2 separate regions of the Danio rerio genome follow, and region 1 is linked to region 2. Evidence: chromatin contacts called from public HiChIP or PLAC-seq data. All regions are on one chromosome and are shown on one strand. The core of a region is the stretch at or near the end of the contact, and the rest is flanking DNA. Distances in the headings are between cores, read along the strand shown. Region 1 holds the start of nkain2 (sodium/potassium transporting ATPase interacting 2). Region 2 holds the start of rnf217 (ring finger protein 217).

Region 1 (4,397 bases), core at 1,347-3,846, 330 kb before region 2:
ATTACCATTATTTTCTTTGTATTAGTATGCTCATTTAGTTTTTTTATTGTTCTTGTGTTGTTTGGTAATTATTGAAAAATGTAGAACTAGTAAAAACTTGTTAATAAAAATAATTGTTTGTCGTAAAATGAGATTATTGGCTTTCGTTTCCACCAGATTTCTTTTTTGGAATTTTATTACAGTTTTTCTTACTCTTGTTACTTGGTATTTTGTAAGTTCTTGCAACCATAAAACCACCATATTTGTCTACAAACCTTTACTTGTTTGTGCATTGCTGAAACATGGCAAAAGCTTGGACGAGATATGATGGCTGGAAGACTCAGATAAGTCATGTGGGACAAACATAACGCAGTATCGCTAATTCCATCACTTAAAATTGTAACAAATCCTGAGATTGAATCTGTCCAGAGGACGAGAATGACAGGAAGAAGGGGTTTGCAATTTGGTCCCCAAAGTCATTACCTCAGGAAATCGGAAAGTAAATACATGCTACTGCCACTCAAGATTGCTGGGAAAATTAAAGCATGTCCTAAACATTGATAGAGAGACTGATTGTATGTGTATTCTTTGTCGGTGTGGGTTCGTGTTTGTTAACTTGCATTGCACTAAGATTAATTCTAAGTATGAAAACAGGCTATACTGTGCACACAAGTACACTTTTATTCTTGTCCTCTTGTTAAATCGTGACATAAAGAATAGGTCTACTGTTTCTAGGTCAAATCCTCTACTCGTCTGAAATGAGAATACTACAGTATCTCAGAGGTTTAGGACTGATATTTATTCACATCACATATTTGAGCGAATCTTTAAAAACTTGTGGTGTAGATACAGTGTACAGTCCAGGACACCAATTTTTTATTGATTTATGAAAGATGAATCTCTGTGTAAATTTGAGATTTCGATATGGAGAATAAAGTTTAGGATTATGATGTTTATTATGGTTTGTTGTTTGCTTTTGGCATCTGATACAATGAAATCAGTGGCATGTAATGTCAGACTTACAGTAAGCATAGTACTTGCTTGAGTAGGTACTTTTTTATTTATTTTAATTTGGAATTACTTCACAGCCACTAAAAATTAACCAAAAGTGAATTCTATACAGTAAATGTTTGCATTTTAAATGTATTCTGCATGTTGTCGATCTGGTACCTAATGTTAAAAAAATACAACATCAGAACCAATCAAAAACATCAAAATGGCATCGCTTTACTAAATGGCATTTGTTACGGTCCCCTTGTTTGAACATAAAAAGCTCAGACAACAAAATAACTTATTTATTATACAAAAAACTAATACAACAACAAATCAAACAAATGTCTAGGGATTGAATCAAGAAGAAGAAAGATATAATCACAACTAACTTAACTATAAATTATGCAAAACGAAACCAGAACCTTGACACGAGAATGTCCAAGTAGCCACACCGTCCTCCAGACACACTAAACAACACTTCTAGCACAACACTCTTATTTTTATACATTAAATAATTTGGTGAGCAAGCAGGTATCCAATCAGGATCTGCCTCATTCAAACTGGTATCCTGGGTTTGTCACACATTTAAAAGTCATCATGTCCATCTAACACAGGCAGAACAACAAATTCATATTATTCGACACACTGTATCTTAGTTTTTTACTGAAAATATTCAGTGTAACCCCTTTGTAATTGTTACAATTTTTACAAGTAACTAATTACACATTTATATGTTAGGGCTTAGTAATTATTATTATTATTATTCTATATGTTACGCATTTAAATTTAGCCTAATTAATTCACGACACTGTGTATAAATTTGTTTTTGTGACATACTGTGGGAACTATGAGATTTCGCTTGATACTCGATTCTGATTGGTCAATGCGACTTTTAGCGGTTAGACAGTCCCATATTTTCATGTATTAATCCGCTAAGGGATCTACATTCAGCGCTACTTTCAAATTAAGAAGACTAGCCTGATCGTTTGTTTGTTTGTTTGTTTGTTTTTCTGCCAGCCGTTTGCGTTTACTCTTTGTAGGACGCGATTCAAGTAAACTGTTGTAAGATAGATAGATAGATAGATAGATAGATAGATAGATAGATAGATAGATAGATAGATAGATAGATAGATAGATAGATAGATAGATAGATAGATAGATAGACAGATAGATAGATAGATAGATAGATAGATAGATAGATAGGCCAAGATAGATAGATCAATTTGGATTAGCTAGCCTATCTAAGAATAAAGATATCCCTGCAGCAAGGTCGTTGTCAGGTATAAACAGCTAAACCTTTTAAGGAAACAAAAGAAGTGTTTTGTCAAAAAAAAAAGAGTCTAAGCTACAAAAAAGGAAGAAGATTACGAAACGAATTATGTACTAACAAGAAGATTTCTTTTCATCGTAGACTTCGAAACCCGAGGGATCTATTTAAATTCAGACCTGGAATTTCCTAAGGGCGACCGAAGCAATTACAGACCGTTATATATCTGCATCTTGCCGACTGACCCCCCAGCGCCACACAGTCATTATTTCCATATCGTGTTGCTCTCACGCCCACTGAGAGAGAGCGAGGGAGAGAGAGAGAGCAGAGACTCATCCGGCGCATTGAGGGACGTCCAGCTCCTCATCTGCGCTCTGTCTGTACAGCATCAGCATCAGCACCAGCCGCTGCGTGAGAAACAAACCGAGTCGCATCCCCGCCGAGTGCAGCGCCGCGTGCGTGCGCTTCATTCAATCTGGAGCGTCAGATGGTGCAGGATGCGCCGTTTCTTTGTCCTCTTGTACACCCGGACTGAGCAAGTTAACAGTGGAAGGGACCAGTAGTAGTTGAGGGACCCGTGAAGACACGTCTCAGCTGCACTGAAAGGCTGCTCCAGGACGCGCGCTCGGATTATTGTCCTCGTATCACCGTTCCCGTGGATTTCCTGCTGGACAACTAAACGCACGAGAAGCGGCTTCCAGAGAAAGAAAGCAAAGCTTTTGCGCTTTAAAATGTGTTAATTCGGTTTCTTTCGCACGAGGGAGGAGCAATGAGAGCGTAAACAACACTGGCTGGCTTTGTTTTTCACACCCGGACCCGTGGAAGATCACATTAACATGTTTTTCAGCGCTGGATTTGGAGATAGCGTTATTTCTTCACTAACTTAAGGAAGTGTTGTCCGCGTCTCTTTGACTTTGCGTACGCGTCAATTCTACTTTTCCAAACAGCACATGCAGTTTCCTTCACATCTTTCTTCCTGCACGGTGAACCGCTTGGGATGCTTTTATCGGAAGGGCGTATTTGATTCGCGTCTCTCGCCTCCGGAGTGAAGAAAGATCCGTTTAAACCCGTTACCTGGGTATCGTTTTTGTGGAGTTACAGCGATCCACGTGGAAACACGGACTCGACGGAGAGCAAGATGGGCTGCTGCAGTGGCAGATGTACGCTGGCGTTTATATGTGGCATGCAATTGGTAAGTGATTATGCTTTAAGTGATTTATTCTTAACCTGCGATGAACTCGTGGACTCGAACCTACAACCTTTCAGCTTACACTCAAAAGATTCAGTGGCTAAGCTTTATCTCATAAAAACAAGTGAATTTGTGATTAAACTCAATGGAGTAATGCTGTGTTGAATTTCACTAGGGGGTTGATTTAATATTTTTAAATTGCATATTTTTTTTATAATTTTTAAATTATGTATTCATCTAATTTGACTTGTTAACATGTTTTTATGCAGCTGTCACTTGCACAGTCATAAAAAAATACTGGCATGTCTCCCAGAAGTGAACCTGTAAACTTAACTCAAGTGTCCATCTGACAAGTGATCAGTGATAGTGCATTAAGATGTATGTGGCTGTGAGTAATCTTAGTGGGAATGATGCAGGGCTATATGTGGAAACCCTGCCTTGTTATATTACACCGGAGGGATGATGATGCTCATGAAGGTAGGGCTTGTGTCATTAGCCTGGGGCCACTATCATTTATGCTTATCTCTCCACTACACCACGGATCCTGACAGCCAATTAGGAGTTTTAAGTTAAAGAAGCTAAGCCAAGTCTCATTGACCTACTAAAGCAGAATACGATGACTTACTGCTTCCCGGTAGAACATGAGAGTGGTTTTTATCCCTTTATTTCTTGTAATGTTTTCTAATCTAGTCCCATTTAAAAAAGAAGATGATTTCAGTCTGGTCTGGTGTTTGTGCAGCAACATTGCGCTCTGTGAAAATTCACAGGACTGAGTAATTTTACTCCTCGCAGACTAACTATATGACACCTTTCTGAATCACTCTTTCAGTTACAGTAATGGATAGCGGCCAGCGACAGTCTCACCATGCCAACCAGCTGGCATAGTGAATCAGGCACGTGTGTGTGTGTGTGATAGATCACATGACGACTGGTGAGCGTGAGTACACTAATCCAAATAGACGTTTGTAG
Region 2 (4,081 bases), core at 550-3,049:
ACAGTGCCAAAAGATGTGGGGGTAAAGTTTACCAATGCAAAGAACAAAAAGAGCAATTTATATCAATATCCTTTTTAAATTTACTGAGTAAATGTTTAACCAGATATAATTTAGGAATTAATTAGTGGTAATTAGTGTCTATATATTTTTTATATAGATATAAAAAATATCTTTTTTATATATTTCTCAAATTATGTTTAACAGAGCATGTTAAACCTTTATTAATCCAGGGTCACCACATCGGAACGAACCGCCAACTTATCCAGCACATGTTTTACGCAGTGCATGCCCTTCCAGCCACAACCCTTCACTGGGAAACATCTATACACTCTCATTCACACACACTCACACACAGTATGGTCAATTTTAGCCTACCCAATTCACCTGTACCGCATGTCTTTGGACTTGTGAAGGAAACTGGAGCACCCGGATGAAACCCACGCTAACACAGGGTGAACAAGCAAAAACTCTACACAGAAATGCCAACTGATCCAGCCAAGGCTTGAACCAGCGACCTTCTTGCTGTGAGGCAAACGTGCTATACCACTGCGCCACCACGTCGCCATTTTCACAGTATTTCGGATATTTTCTGATTTTTTCTTCTGGAGAAAGTCTTATTTGTTACTTGTCTAGTTAACCGTATTAACACAGTTATGTCTTTAAATTTCAGCTAGAATAAAAGCAGTTCTTAATTTTTTAAAAAACATTTTAAGGTCAAGATTATCAGCCCCTTTTAGCTATATATTTTTTTCGATAGTCTACCATCATTATACAATAACTTGCATTATTTTCCTAACCTGACTAGTTAACCTAGTTAAACTTTTAAATGTCACTTTAAGCTGTATAGAAGTGTCTGAAAAAATATTTAGTCAAATATTATTTACTGTCATCATGGCAAAGATAAAAATAGATCAGTTATGAGATGAGTTATTATATAAAAGAAAGCAAGTAAGCAAGTAAATTATCTGTTTAAATGTTTTAATAACTTCTGCACAGAAAAATAATGTCATTATTTAACCTAACAAATACAATGAAAAAATGAAATAGAAAATAATGTGATAATGCTAAGTTTTATTCTAGATATAAGCTTTGAAGGATAGTTACATAAAAATATACAGTTAAGTGGTATTTTGGTACTATCCATCCATCCATCTGTATTATCTGTATCTATTTATTGACATGTAAACTATTATTGTATGACATTTAAGCGTCTGTTTTCTGTGGTTTTCCCCAGGTAGCAATGTTATATATACAGGACTCATTCTGATGTATGCTTTGATTGTTGTTTTGAGACTAGAACATATTTCAAACGGTACAAGCTTACAGTATTAATCACTCGTACATTTTAATATAAAGAGTATGACTTCAGTCACATGCAGTTGTTTAAAATGTAAAACGTCAGTTTTTTATCTTTACGTATGTATTTATTGCATATTGTAGATCTAACCAAACACCTTATAACTAGCTATTTGTGCTATAATTTATATGCGCATTTAATAGGTTATTAACAGTAATAGTTCTCACCTAGTCGAGCATAAACGAAAGAAGCATAACATTCGACGGTGAGCTCACGAATCCTACTATGCTGACGACGGATTTTCATTAATATTAGGAAATGTTTCATTGGAAGCAAAAGACACAACGTCAAAGCCGCATAGTTAATATTCATGAGATAGACGTGTGTCATTGGATCGTTACCAAGTAACGTCAACGTAAGATAGTTAATATTCATAACCCGAGGCTTCGCCGTAGTAGGATTCGCTATTTAGCACCCGGAAGTGGTGTATTAGTTGTTACTCGGTGTTTTTAGTTTGTGAGTTTGAAACCGGACTGTGTGTGTTTTTCGCTCAAATGGAAAGTTGACCGCTCAGGAATGGAAGATGAGTCTTCCGTGCGAGTGAATGACACCACGCGAAATATGCCCGGTTATTCCGGACGCGACGGGGAATCTGTCTATGTATCCAGCGGGACACGGAGCACTGATTTCGGCCAGGATGTCCGCAGCGGTGAGGCGAAGGTGCCGTCATCGTCATCATTATCCTCGAAGGATGTTTTGGAATTTCATAAACACAAACATGGACCAGGAGGCGGCCACAGAGAACATATCGAGAGGGAAAACATAAGAGCTGTGGATATTTTAAGAAGGAATTTTGGTTCCACTATCAGAGATACAGAAGATCCCAAAAATCTAGAGAAAGTAGGAAATGACATCAATCTAAACGACTTGGACCATGAAAATGATGATGAAAGGTTGCAATGTAGCACAATAAATCTACAACAAGATATTGAGAGCAATCCAGAATTGGGAAATCCTGATGGGAATCATCATATTGATTATAACATTGATTTGAAGAGTGGCGAAGATCCCAGCCAATCAAAAGAGCATGTTTACTGCACTGTATACTGTATAGCCAATGATAATTATAGGATACCTGTTCAGAAAACAACATCCAATCACGAGACTTCATCATCATCATCATCATCATCTTCTTCATCTTCTTCTTCCCCAGATGTACTGGTTTTACCATCCACCGACTTACCAAACTTAGAATTGGACAATCATGATCCCTACCCAGTGCCCTATACCGTCTCTGACCTGATGGTGTCTGGAATACACAGCTCATATAATGCTGACAACAGTTTGTCTGTGGTGTTGACATGTCGCATTTGTCTTGACGATAAACAAATCATGCCGCTACACTGTTGCAAAAAGGCTGTTTGTGAAGAATGTCTGAAAAGATACATCATCTCACAGGTATCCATATTTGTTTTCAGTGTTGTACCTTTGTGTCTGCAATAGTATCAAATTTGGTTGTTCCTTTTATCGCGATATTAATGCAACTTAACATTTAACAGTAACAAAAAATACTGTGGGCCTATGTAATGTTAAGAGTAAATAACTGTTTTAAAGAAATTAAATAGCAAAATGATGATAAAGTACATTGGACCTTTTTTACAAGACGTGTTTTGTCTTTTGTTATGTTGTGTTTATCGGTCATCATACTCCTAAATCCTTTAAAGTTTTTCATATTTATATATATTTTTAAAACCGTATGAACCTTTATATGCATTTATGAATGCATTATCATCTTTGTGTCAAATGACAAAAAATGAATTACCGCTTATGCGAGGAGTTTCTATTTATGCAGCTGAGAAATTCGAAAATGTGAAAAGGGTCTATAGGTAACAACTTTTTACAATAAAATCAAATAATGTTAGTCAATGAGAAATAACAATATTATAGTTATATGTTCAATAAAAAAATACAACTGAATTGTTTTTAGTTATTAACTTAATTAAAAAATGATTACAAGTTTTGTTTTAAAGTGTTATTAGGTATTAACTATGAAAATAACATCAGCTAAGATTATTTAATGCATTTATAGTTGTCATTACGTATGCTGTACACAATATTGGGGGTAGCACATTACAAGAAATGTGAGTTACGTAATTATATTACTTTTCTAAGTAACAATTACAGTAACCCATTACTTTTCAAAATTAAGTAACAATATTTGAGTTACTTTTTTGAAAATGTAACTTGAGTTACTTTTTTTGAAAATGTAACTTGAGTTACTTTTTAGTTTAATTAATAAGCTGTAAAAAATAAAAATAAAAGTATTAAAAATAAATACTTGCTGCATGTACAGCTTTGAGGTCAGGAAGCTTTCAGATAACATTATGCTAAAATATTTTTTTGATGTGACTTTTAAAGGTAATTAAAGATGTAGGTTATACAGTATGCTATTAATGGCAGAACTCGTGCATTAAAATAGGACAAAAAAACACGTTTTGAAAGAGATCAAACCTCAGTCAGGTAATAAAAAGTAACACAAAAGTGATCTAATGCATTACCTAAAGTAACTGAGAAACACAACTAGTTTTTTTTTTTTTTTTTTTTTCCGGGAGTAACTCAATATTGTAATGCATTACTGTCTGGGTTGGGCGATGTCAACCAGTTTGGCATCGTACGATGTCTAATGTGAAATATTGTGATGGACAATGGCATCTTCATCGTAGGTGGCGGTCAATAATTATTTATGAATAATTTATTAATTCATAACAAATTATTTATTTGTAT

Evidence for each region. HiChIP or PLAC-seq counts read pairs in DNA pulled down with a chosen protein or histone mark.
Region 1: an H3K4me3 HiChIP or PLAC-seq map of embryo shows a contact between it and region 2, with 7 times the contacts expected there. The contact joins the promoter of nkain2 here to the promoter of rnf217 in region 2. A contact is called at or near these places in 3 of 18 Hi-C or Micro-C datasets (caudal fin, embryo and hematopoietic stem cells) and 1 of 4 datasets of contacts at active chromatin or transcription factors (embryo).

What each region holds. Positions count from the first base shown.
Region 1 is chr20:43,405,049-43,409,445 of GRCz12tu, reverse strand. It overlaps nkain2 (sodium/potassium transporting ATPase interacting 2), which reads left to right and starts at 2,596. Exons shown (of 7, transcript NM_001351706.1): 1 at 2,596-3,431. The coding sequence starts at 3,378.
Region 2 is chr20:43,071,135-43,075,215 of GRCz12tu, reverse strand. It overlaps rnf217 (ring finger protein 217), which reads left to right and starts at 1,799. Exons shown (of 6, transcript NM_001082853.1): 1 at 1,799-2,755. The coding sequence starts at 1,874.